Linked DNA regions of Ovis aries: region 1 is linked to region 2. Evidence: chromatin contacts called from public Hi-C data. All regions are on one chromosome and are shown on one strand. Each heading gives the region's core, a stretch centred on a gene start, on an enhancer-like site or on the middle of the called end of the contact. The rest is flanking DNA. Distances are from core to core; before and after follow the strand shown. Region 1 overlaps SSC5D (scavenger receptor cysteine rich family member with 5 domains). Region 2 holds the start of LOC105612738 (zinc finger protein 580).

What was found. Hi-C and Micro-C count contacts between places; a contact is called where the count stands out from the background.
Region 1: a Hi-C map of liver shows a contact between it and region 2, with 3 times the contacts expected there. The contact joins the enhancer-like site here to the promoter of LOC105612738 in region 2. A contact is called at or near these places in 7 of 16 Hi-C or Micro-C datasets (blood, liver, omental adipose tissue and 2 more).

Annotation. Positions count from the first base shown.
Region 1 is chr14:62,790,277-62,795,423 of ARS-UI_Ramb_v3.0, forward strand. It overlaps SSC5D (scavenger receptor cysteine rich family member with 5 domains), which reads right to left. Exons shown (of 15, transcript XM_060398175.1): 10 at 4,929-5,147; 11 at 4,533-4,850; 12 at 4,210-4,377. Among named protein-coding and RNA genes, the nearest start is that of SSC5D, 11 kb to the right of the region's middle. Within about 2 kb of position 2,780, at least 9 of the 54 cell types and tissues checked have an H3K27ac peak or open chromatin away from gene starts, as enhancers often do. A contact at or near this core is called in liver and tail adipose tissue, where this site is marked.
Region 2 is chr14:62,690,137-62,695,240 of ARS-UI_Ramb_v3.0, forward strand. LOC105612738 (zinc finger protein 580) reads right to left here and starts at 2,034. Exons shown (of 3, transcript XM_042232440.2): 1 at 1,054-2,034. The coding sequence starts at 1,071.

The DNA.
Region 1 (5,147 bases), core at 1,530-4,029, 100 kb after region 2:
CACTGGCAGGCAGACTCTTCCCCCGGAACCACCAGAGGAGCACCCGTCTCTCTAGATGCTGTCCAGCTGCCCTCACAAGTGGGTGCAGATCCTCAGGCCTGCCTTTATCCCAAATCCTTGCCGCTGAAAGACATGTTAATTTTTGGCAAGCTCATGGGGAGCTGGTGGGCAAAGAAGCTGCAGGTTCACTACAGATGACCAACCTGAAGCCCAGAGAGGGCAAGGTCACACAGCTAAGGAGCAACATTGGGCTTCAGATCCAGCAGGCCTACCTGGTTCTGAATGGAGACCTCTTTCCCTGTGGGAGCAGACAGAAATAAAGCCCGAGGCTGGCCTCACCCCTGGTCACTCCCCCTGCCTGGCTCACTCCACTCTAGCCAGGCTGTGGGCTCTTCTCTCAAGACCCCACCACAGGGGCTTTACACATGCTGATCCCTCTGCCCGGAAAGCGCCTTTAGCTCCCTCTCCAGGCTCCCCATCACAGCTGACATCTTTACAATGGACCACAGCCCTCACCCCCTGCTGCCACCCCCACCAAGCACTCCACTTCTGCCCCACCGACCTCACTGCTGTGTCTCGAACCAGCTGAGCACACTCTCACCTCGTGGCCTTTGCACGCGCTTGCGGACTGCACTTACGGAACACTCTCCAACCAGGTATTTGCATGGCTTTCCCCTTCTTTTTTTCCCTTTCCTTTCATTTTATTTGAGTGCACTGCATGGCAGGTGGGATTTACCCCCTGCATTGGCAGGGCCGTCTTAACCACTGGGCCAGCAGGGGAGTGCCCCCGACCTCTTGAGGCTGTCACTTGACTGGCATTTCCTTAGTAAGTCATCTCTTAACCATCCCATTTTAAATGACAATTCTTCGCTCCCCCCGTTTCCCCTCCCTTTCTCTGTCCATCATGTTCCCAGGGGTTGGGACTCATGCCTGCCACACAGCAAACACCTGAGGCACGAACTAATGCCTGTGTCTTTAAACTCCATCATCCAGGAAGCCTCAAGAAATGGTGCTTCAAATAAAATGGAAAGACAATTCAACCTTCATAAGCTTCCATCTTCATCTCCTGTGCACTCTCTCTAGACCTACACGGCGATCTCACAACTGTTTGTTCATTCATTCATTCAACACAGATCCCGTGGAATACAGATGAATGCTCCCCAAAGATGTCCAAGCTCTAACTCTCAGAACCTGTGAATATGTTACCTTTCATGGCAAAGACTTTGCAAACTGACTAAGGGCCCAGTCCTTGAAATGAAGGGTTTATCCTATATTAACCCAAGGGAAACTGATCTAATCACATAAATCCTTATTCTTCGAGAATCTATCCCAGCCGCGGGCTTCGCTGGTGGCTCAGTGGTAAAGAATCTGCCTGCCAGTGCAGGAGCCATGGGTTCAGTCTCTAGTCTCAGGGAAGATCCCCTGGAGAAGGGAAGAGCTTAGTGGGCTATAGTCCATGGGGTCACAAAGAGTTGGACACGACTAACACACACACAAATCCTCACTGTAGTGACAAAGATGTAAAGATTAAAAAAGGACCACAGAGATGCAACATTGCTGACTTTGAAGATGGAGGAAGGGGGCGTGCACCAAAGAATACAGGAGCCTCTAGAAGCTAGAAAAGGCACAGGAACAATCTTTCCCTTCAGCCTCAAAAAGAATACAGCCCTGCCATCTTTCATTTCAACTAGTGAGAGACCTCAGTGGGGCTTCTGACCTCTAGAACTGCAAAATAATAAGCTTGTGTCGTCTTAAGCCCCAAACGCGTGGTGGTCTTATGGCAACAATAGAAACTGACATAGCTAAACCTGAGATGATGTGTCCTCAATGGGCAATGCAATTATCTCAACTCCAGTCTTCGCTGCTCAGAGAAGCCCCTTCCTTGTGGGGTCTCCTGGTGGAAAGGATGCCATCTCCTCTGCGAGCTTTTTCCCACTGCTCTACTAGAAATAATCGCGGTGTCCCTGGGATTCTACAGCTGTTGTTCATTTATGGTAAATAACTCTAACAAGCAGTGCATTGCGGTTTTAAGTGATTTCACACACATTTTGCTCATTGAATTGGGACCTGAGGTCACCCAGCCCCTTGTTCTAATTCCAGTGGAGTCACAGCTGGAACCCTGGTAGCCACACTGCAGAATTCACACTTGCAATGACTTCAGTAATTCCCCAGTCCAGTGAGCAAACTGTGTGCGAAATCGTTTGAAATGGATCTCAGCCTCGGCTCCTGAGTTCAACTCTCCGGAGCCTCATTCCCCTCCCTCCCACTTGAAACAGAGGGGCAACACCAGGACCTATGAAAGTGTGAAAGTGTTAGTCGCTCAGTTGCGTTCGACTCTTTGTGACCCCATGGACTGTCGCCCGCCAGGCTTCTCTACCCATGGGATTCAGGACTTATGTTACCCAGTTAATGGCATGTGTTCCTGGCACTGTCCTTGACTCTTTCCAGGGACCCTGGAGCTGCAGCTTTTTAATTTGCTTTTTTCGAAGTAAGGAATTGCAACTCAATGAAGAGGAATCATTTTTTTCAAGGCCACCTTGCTAATAAGGACAGAATTTCTGTCGTTTCCACCTCTGCCCACCCAACCCTGCCCCTCTTCCCAGTACTAAGGTTGCACATGTGACCCCTGGGATTTCCACCGCGCAGTGCCCAGTTCCGTACTTATCTGTGCTCACGCACCCCCTCTCCCCAACCAGGAGCAGGTGGGGTCTCAGGGGCCCGCGCACCGCCGCCCTCAGAGCTGCGCACGCCCAGCATCCGACCGTCTCCGCCGCGAGGGGGCGCGACGAGAAGGACCGGCGCCCGGCTACAGAGACCGAAGGCTCTGGAATCCTGGCCACACGGCACGGCACCTCTGGAAACTGAGCCCTAAGTCACGATTCGGGTGCCCCCCCCACCCCAAATCTCGTCGACTCCAAGGCCTGCTACGTGTCCCCGCCCCGACACCTAAGCATCAGACAGACCCGGGTAGGGGTGGGGGAGGGAAGAGAACTACAGCGCGCTTCACGCTTTTATAGCTGCGGAGTGGGCCAGCTGGCCAATCAGGAAGCGTACCGCGCCTGTGACGTCACATGGCGCTGGGCCATTGACGTCCCCCGCCCGCCCCTCCAGCCGAGGCCCCGCCTCCCTCGCCGAGGCCCCGCCTCTCGCTCCCGCTCCCGCCCTCGACAGAGACCGGAGGGTGGGCAGTGAGAAATGGAAGGGAAGAGCCAGACGCCGGGGCGGGGATAAAAAGAAGTTGACCGAGGTGGGGAAGGGCGGAGAGAAACAGTAATGGTGGGACATGAACTTGATAAGGAAAGAAAATGAGGAAGGTGACGAGAAAGAGACATGGTCGGTGAAGAAAAAAAAAACAGTGATCGAGATGCGGAGGGTGAGAAGTTGAAAAAAGAAGGTGAGAAAGAGGAGCAGAGAAGGATCAAGAGAGACTGAGCAGGCTGGAACAGAGATCTCTCTCTCTCTCACACACACACACACACACACACACACACACACAGAAATGGGAACCATCTGAGTGGGTCAAGGCCCGAGTGTACACACACACACACAGAAATGGGAACCATCTGAGCGGGTCAAGGCCCCAGTGTACACACACACACAGAAATGGGAACCATCTGAGCCGGTCAAGGCCCGAGTGTGACCAGGCCACAGGGAGACAGAGGCCATGGGGCAGCGGGGCTGGAGCTGTGGGGCTGGAGGCTGCCCCACTGGCCAGAGTAAGGGGTCAGGCTGGGGAAAGCCGTCCATCCGAAGGCCCCCAGCCCGCCTCCAAGCCTCAGCCCTGCCCAGACCAGAGCATGGGTTCAGAGAACAGGCTTGAGGGGCTGGGGTGGGGCGGCGGCATGGTGACAGCATGTCCCTCCGTGTGGGGACTGGGGAACTTCTGCGGAGGCACTGCCTCCAGGGACACGGGCTTTGACATCAAGGCTGATTCCCAGAGGCCCCAGAAGATCTGCAGGAGGACAGGGAGCAGGGTTCTGCCAAGCCTGGCTTGATTCTGAGACGCAGGGCGGGGCAGAGGAAGGGATCTCCTCTTCTAGGCTCTTGTAGGACAGTTACAGACGAGCCAAGGGAGGGGTAGTTCTTAGCGTCTTTGGAGCCGAGAAAAACCTGCCTGCGGTCTCGGAGACCTGGGCCAGCTCATTCAGGAGGGTCTTTCAGGAAGCCTGGCAGGGAGACGCTCCTCCCCACCCCACGCCTGCCCCTCACCTGTGCTCGGAAGGCGCCTCGTTGCTGGGGCAGGGGCCCCTGGGCTCCCCGTCGTTTCCCTGGAGAGGGTGTGTCCGGGCACCCCTGCAGCGGTGGTCCCCTTGGCCAGGTCCTCCCCTGAGGTGGGGTCCCACGTCCAGGGGGGATAGTCCTCCTCGTCTGCGTAGCCTGGGGAGGAAAGGGGGGAGGGGCGAGCCCCGACCCGTCTCAGGAGTCCTTACCACTGCGGCTCTGGAGGCCCCTGCCAGGACCTCCAGGTGCGACTCCGGCCGCGCCCCTCCGCCCCGTGCCCCGCCCCCGCTCCACGCTCCACTCCCCCTTACCAGTGCAGGTGAGCCCCACGTCCTCCTCGTGGTCGCAGTTGTGCTGTCCCCACGCCCGGGCCGGGCAGTCGCTCAGCGAGGATTCGCTGCCCTTGCAGCCCACGTCGTCCAGCCAGATGGGCCCGGAGCCGGGGCCGTAGTGGGTTTTGCCCACTCGAGGCCGGACCCTCCCGCAGCCCAGCTCCCAGCAGGCCACCATGCCGTCCCGCAGGTCCCAGCCGTCATCACAGACCGTCCCCCAGCGTCCAGCGTGCCACACTTCCAGCCGCCCGGCACACCGGTTGGGCCCGTCCGCCAGACGAACCCGGAACGGGCCTGCTGGTGGAAAGCCAGGATCAGGAGGGGTCAGAGGGGGTCTGGAGGGGCCAGCCTCAGCCTTCCTGTTCCTCTGCTCACCTGCTGCGCCGGTGGGGGAGGGGGCCGGGTCCGTGGATGACTCTAGAGAAGCTTGGCCTGGGAGCTCAGCAGATGGCTCCACTGTGGCCTCAGAGGTCACTAATCGGGGGCCCTGGGTGGCCGGCGTCACCACGGTCTTAGAGGTCCTTCGAGAAGTCCGAGTTACGGTGGTGTGCGAGGTCAGCCTGCGGGGGGCCTGCGTGGTCAGCCTGGTGGTAA
Region 2 (5,104 bases), core at 784-3,283:
ATATTGAGCATGACTTTACTAGCATGTGAGATGAGTGCAACTGTGCGGTAGTTTGAGCATTCTTTGGCATTGCCTTTCTTTGGAATTGGAATAAAAACTGACCTTTTCCAGTCCTGTGGCCACTGCTGAGTTTTCCAAACTTGCTGGCATATTGGGTGCAGCACTTTCACAGCATCATCTTTCAGGATTTGAAACAGCTCAACTGGAATTCCATCACCTCCACTAGCTTTGTTTGTAGTGATGCTTTCTAAGGCCCACTTGACTTTACATTGCAGGATGTCTGGCTCTAGATTAGTGATCACACCATCATGATTATCATGACACCCTTCATCCACCCAAAGGTCCCCATCCCGCCCCCCCATCTCACTCCCCAAAGCTGGGCAGGAACAGAGTGCCTCCTCCTGACGGCTGTATGCTCCCCTCCACCCCCCAAGCCCCAGCTCTGGCCCCTTCCTCCCACCTGGGCCCTTGCACCAGCCTTCTCCTTGGTACCCTGGCCCCCAGAACTTCTCCCACCCTGGCGCGATACTCATCTCACAGCTGCCTCACATGCATGAGACCTTCTCACAGCCCCTGTGACCCTCAGGACCAAGTCCCCAGGTTCCTCCACCTGGGATCTGAGGCCCTTCTTGAGGTGGCCCAGCCACAAGTGGCATCACCCAGCCCTGACCCGACTGGGGAACCTACTCCTAGGGCAGCACTCCAGCCTACAATCCACACGCACAAAGGAAAGGTTTCCACCTTGGTTGGGTTCCAGCTCTACCACTGCAATTTAAAAAGGACTCAAACTAAGTAACGTTTATTTTCACCTGCCTTGGCAGGCACCATGAGTTACTAGAAAGAAGTGATGAAGGTAACACCCTGGCAGTCCAGTGCTTAGGACTCCTGGCTTTCACTGCCAAGGGCACAGGTTCCATCCCTGGTTGAGAACTAATACTAAGATCCTCCAAGCCGCTACTAAGACTCCGCGAGTTGTTCTGCTCGGTCGAAGATAAAAATAAAAGCTATGGAACAGTGTGTGCTACCTTCATATTACGTGAGTTTGCAGCTCACCTCATAAGGACGCTTCATTCTGTCCCATCTCACAGATCAAGACACTGAGTCCAGGATGGGTGGTGATCGATCCCAGGCTATGAAGAGAGGCTGTGGGAGAGTCAGGGGTCCAACAAGAGACTCCTGCTTCTCCCCGCTGGCCAGGATAGCTGGAGGTCACAAGGAGTTTCAGGAGGAGGAAACTGGCCCAGCAAGGCAGCCTCAGGTCACAGGACAAGTAAGCAGGAGGCCCAGGGCCCGCACTCTGCCTTCTGTACCAGAAACGGGAGGCATTACGGAACCCCTGCGGCCTCTCCACCGTCCAGGAAATCCCTTCCAGCCGAGCGGTCCTGGACGTTCTGGGCCAGCCGCCGGGCCTCCTGGGAACACAAGGGCACAGCGGGCCGGTGTGTGAAGCGACGCCTCGGAATCCTCGTTGGCGTGCTTGAAGACCTCCGAGCAGGAGGTGCTGTGGCTCCGGCGATGCGGGGAGCTCCCGGGAAGGCACAGGGACAGGAGGAGCGCCTGGGCTCCGGCCACGCAGGGCAAACACCATCCCCGGAGGTGAGGGGGTGACGGGCCTTCCGAGGTGGGCAGAGGGCCCGGGGCGGGGTCCACCCTAGGGAAGGAGGGCCCATGGCCCCCGGAGAGGCTCGGGGTCGAGGAGCCCTCTGAGAGCCTGCGGGGCGGACACACGCGGGACCCTCTAAATTCGCTCTTTCCGCGGAACCCACGAGCTCCGAGCTGTTCCGCCCCGCGCGCCTGCGTCCAAGAGGGCGCCCCAGCGGACGCACCGCGCCGCTCGGGCCTCTCCGGCCGCGCGGAGCTCGGGCTCTGCCTCCCGGCGCCGGCTGGCGGTGCGGGAGCCTCTTGGGTCCGAGCGCGGCGGGAAGCAGCCCGAGGGACGGCCCCAGAACGTCTGTCCGCGGCGCGGTGGAGATGGACAGTAAGAGCCCGAAGCCCTCTTCCGGCTCCCGCCGCCATTGCGGCCGGGCGGGGTCCGAGGCATCCGTCCCGGCGGGAAACAAACACCCGCGGACCACAGTTCCGGGTGCCTGCGCGCCTCACTTCTGCCATCGGAGGGTTGAAAAAAAGAAAATACCCAGCCAGTATAGTCACTATTTGGAGACACGGTAGATGCGGAGGAAGGGAAGACAAAAGAGATAGCTTTTGTCCGAAAAGTTGTGACTTGCCTTTACTGTTAAGTCACTTCAGTCGTGTTCGACTCTGTGCGACCCCATAGACGGCAGTCCACCAGGCTCCCCGGTCCCTGGGATTCTCCAGGCAGAACACTGGAGTGGGTTGCCATTTCCTTCTCCAACGCAAGAAAGTGAAAAGTGAAAGTAACGTGGCTCAGTCGTGTCCGACTCTTAGCGACCCCATGGACTGCAGCCTACCAGGCTCCTCTGTCCATGGGATTTTCCAGGCAAGACTTTAAAAGTCACTTTATCGTTCTAGGCTGGAGAAGGAACCAGTCATTCTACAATAGGAAAAAGTGTTATGTTAGTCGCTTAGTCGTGTCCAACTCTTTTTGACCCCATGGACTCCAGCCCACCAGGCTCCTCTGTCCATGGAGATTCTCCAGACAAGAAAACTGGAGTAGGTTGCCATTTCCGAATCCTGGAGATCTTCCTGACCCAGTGATCTCCTGCACTGCAGGCAGATTCTTTGGTATCTGAGCCAAGGAGACCAGACATCGCCCTGGGAGGTGAATGCATCTTTCATGATACTGTCTCCTGCTTCCCCTGCCACCCACGGACTCGCAGCACACCCGAAGGCTGAAGATCATACAGTGTTAGAAAGAGCCAGCACAGAAAAGGTGCTGCCTTGTCCTTCAGAGATGCCGGGGCCTAGCTCTGCAACTGACAGCCCTCGAGCTGGATGCTGGTGACCTGGGGCAGGATTCCCAGGACGTAGCCCCCTAAAGGCATGCCTGTGTGCCCTTCCCTTCCTATGCATCTACAACGGGCTTTCCTGATGGCTCAGCTGGTAAAGAATCCGCCTGCAATGCGGGAGACAAGTGTTCAGTCCTTCGGTTGGGAAGATCCCTTGGTGAAGGGAACAGCTACCCACTCCAGTATTCTTGCCTGGAGAATCCCATGAACTTCATGGGGTCGCAAAGAGTCAGACACGCCTGAGAGACTTTCACTGTGTCTTTCCCTTTTTGTGCCCACATTAGCAGGAGACCCAATCTGCCCTGATACACCAGTGCGTGCTGACTGGCTCCCTGGTAAGGCTGACCTGCCGGGAGCAGCAGGAGCAGCGGCAGGAAGCTCGGTAGGTGAGACGGGGCGGGCAGAGACAGCGGGGTCCTTTGAAGGCCTTGCCACAAGTTTCACAAATGAAGCACCGGACGTCCAGATGGGCGAGGGCATGGGCCTTGAGACAGGCTGCGTTCCTGGAAGCCCGCGGGCAGCCGGGACGGCCGCGCGCTGGGTGGGGCTGTGTTACTGGGCTTCCCCACTCACGGGGTCTGTGTGGGTGGGTGTACTCTGTGCCCGTCCAGTCAGTTAGCAGGTATTGATAAGGACAGAGCGAAGGGGCAAGGCAGACGGTTAAATACCCTTCGAGTATCTTTCTCTGCAGCTCCAAGGTCTCTTCCTTTCATGCAGGTCCTGCGACAACAATTAAGTGTTTTCATTGCCCCCCACCCCCGCCATCCCCACCGCGGCCGCCAATGAAGCCTCTCACCTCCAGAATCTGGATTCGGTCGACCCCATCACCTCCCCACCGTCTTTCCAAAGCCACCCCTCCCCCCCAAGACCTGCCTGGTTTCCGCCTCTTCTCTGTTCCCAAGAAGCTCGGCACAAACCATAGACAGAGGTTTCTGGTGGGCTACAGTCCATGGGGTCCCAGAGAGTCGGACATGACTCAGCAACTAAGCACAGCACACCACAAGCACAGCAGCAGCTGCAAGTATCCTGTCCCCTCAGTGGGTCAGCAGGTCCGGTCTTGGTGACCTGGCCTCGTGCTCCAGGGCCCTTACTCCGGGCGTGACCCTTCTGTTCGTCCGTTGTGAGGAACGGCCTCCCGAAAGCCCGATCCCGGAATGCAGGAGGCGAAAACATTAACCCCCAACCCGGGAGCCCTAAGTGGGGACACACGGGATCCGACCACCGAACAGAGGGGCCGGGGGGGGGGGGGGGGGTTTCACGTGAAAGCCTTCCGCCCGGAAACACACCCCTCAAAGGAAGGGTTCCAAGGACCTTTAGTTCCGCCAGCTTGAAGCTCAGTTATTTCGTTCAACACATATCGGTTGTATGTTGTTCAACACAAATGGCTCTTAGATACCAGCTTATGGGGGTAAAAGCGTGAGCCAACCAGACCTAGGTAGTCCCCGCCTTCCTCTACCTTAAGAGGCGGCACATATTATCTGCATTGGACACCTGCAACAAGGGACTCTCCTAAGCCTCCTGGGGGCGACAGAGACCAAAATATTGACATCTTCCCAGGCACCCCCGCCGCCCCAGCACCTAGGAGAAGCAGGTAGGGATGACAATCAAGAAACAAATTCAACAACGACGAGTCCGCGTCACTAAAGGATCGGATATATGCCGAAAAGAGGACTTGAACAAGAAGGTGTCAGATTCAGTCCTAGCATTTTACAGATGAGGGGACTGACGCGCAAGGAGTTTAAGTGAGAGGCTGATGAGCAAGTGGGTGCTGGAGCCAGGGTTATCCTAAATCCGGCAGGTCTTTACACTTTCTCATCCCCAGACCTTCATTTTCGGGAACGTGTCCTATGGTCCCTGAGAGTTAGAGGGGTGCAGCTGAAAGACGGTTAGGGAAAGAGCTGCCCGAGTGTGACACAGCCCTCAAAGCTGGCTGTGGGTGCTGGCCAGGAAAAACCAGAAGGCTGGGCTTTCAAGCTCCCACCCACGCAGAGCGCTGGGAATTCACAAACGGCCGCCTTCTTGCCTCAGTACCCACTGTCTTGAAAGAGTGGGCATTCCATGTTTCCTGGCAAAGATCAGGTTGTAAAATGAGCTTAGAAACAGCAGGATTCCACTTCTCGTTTCAAATCAATCAGACCTCAAGTTTCTCCAGGCAAACCTCCCCACCCCTCCGCTCT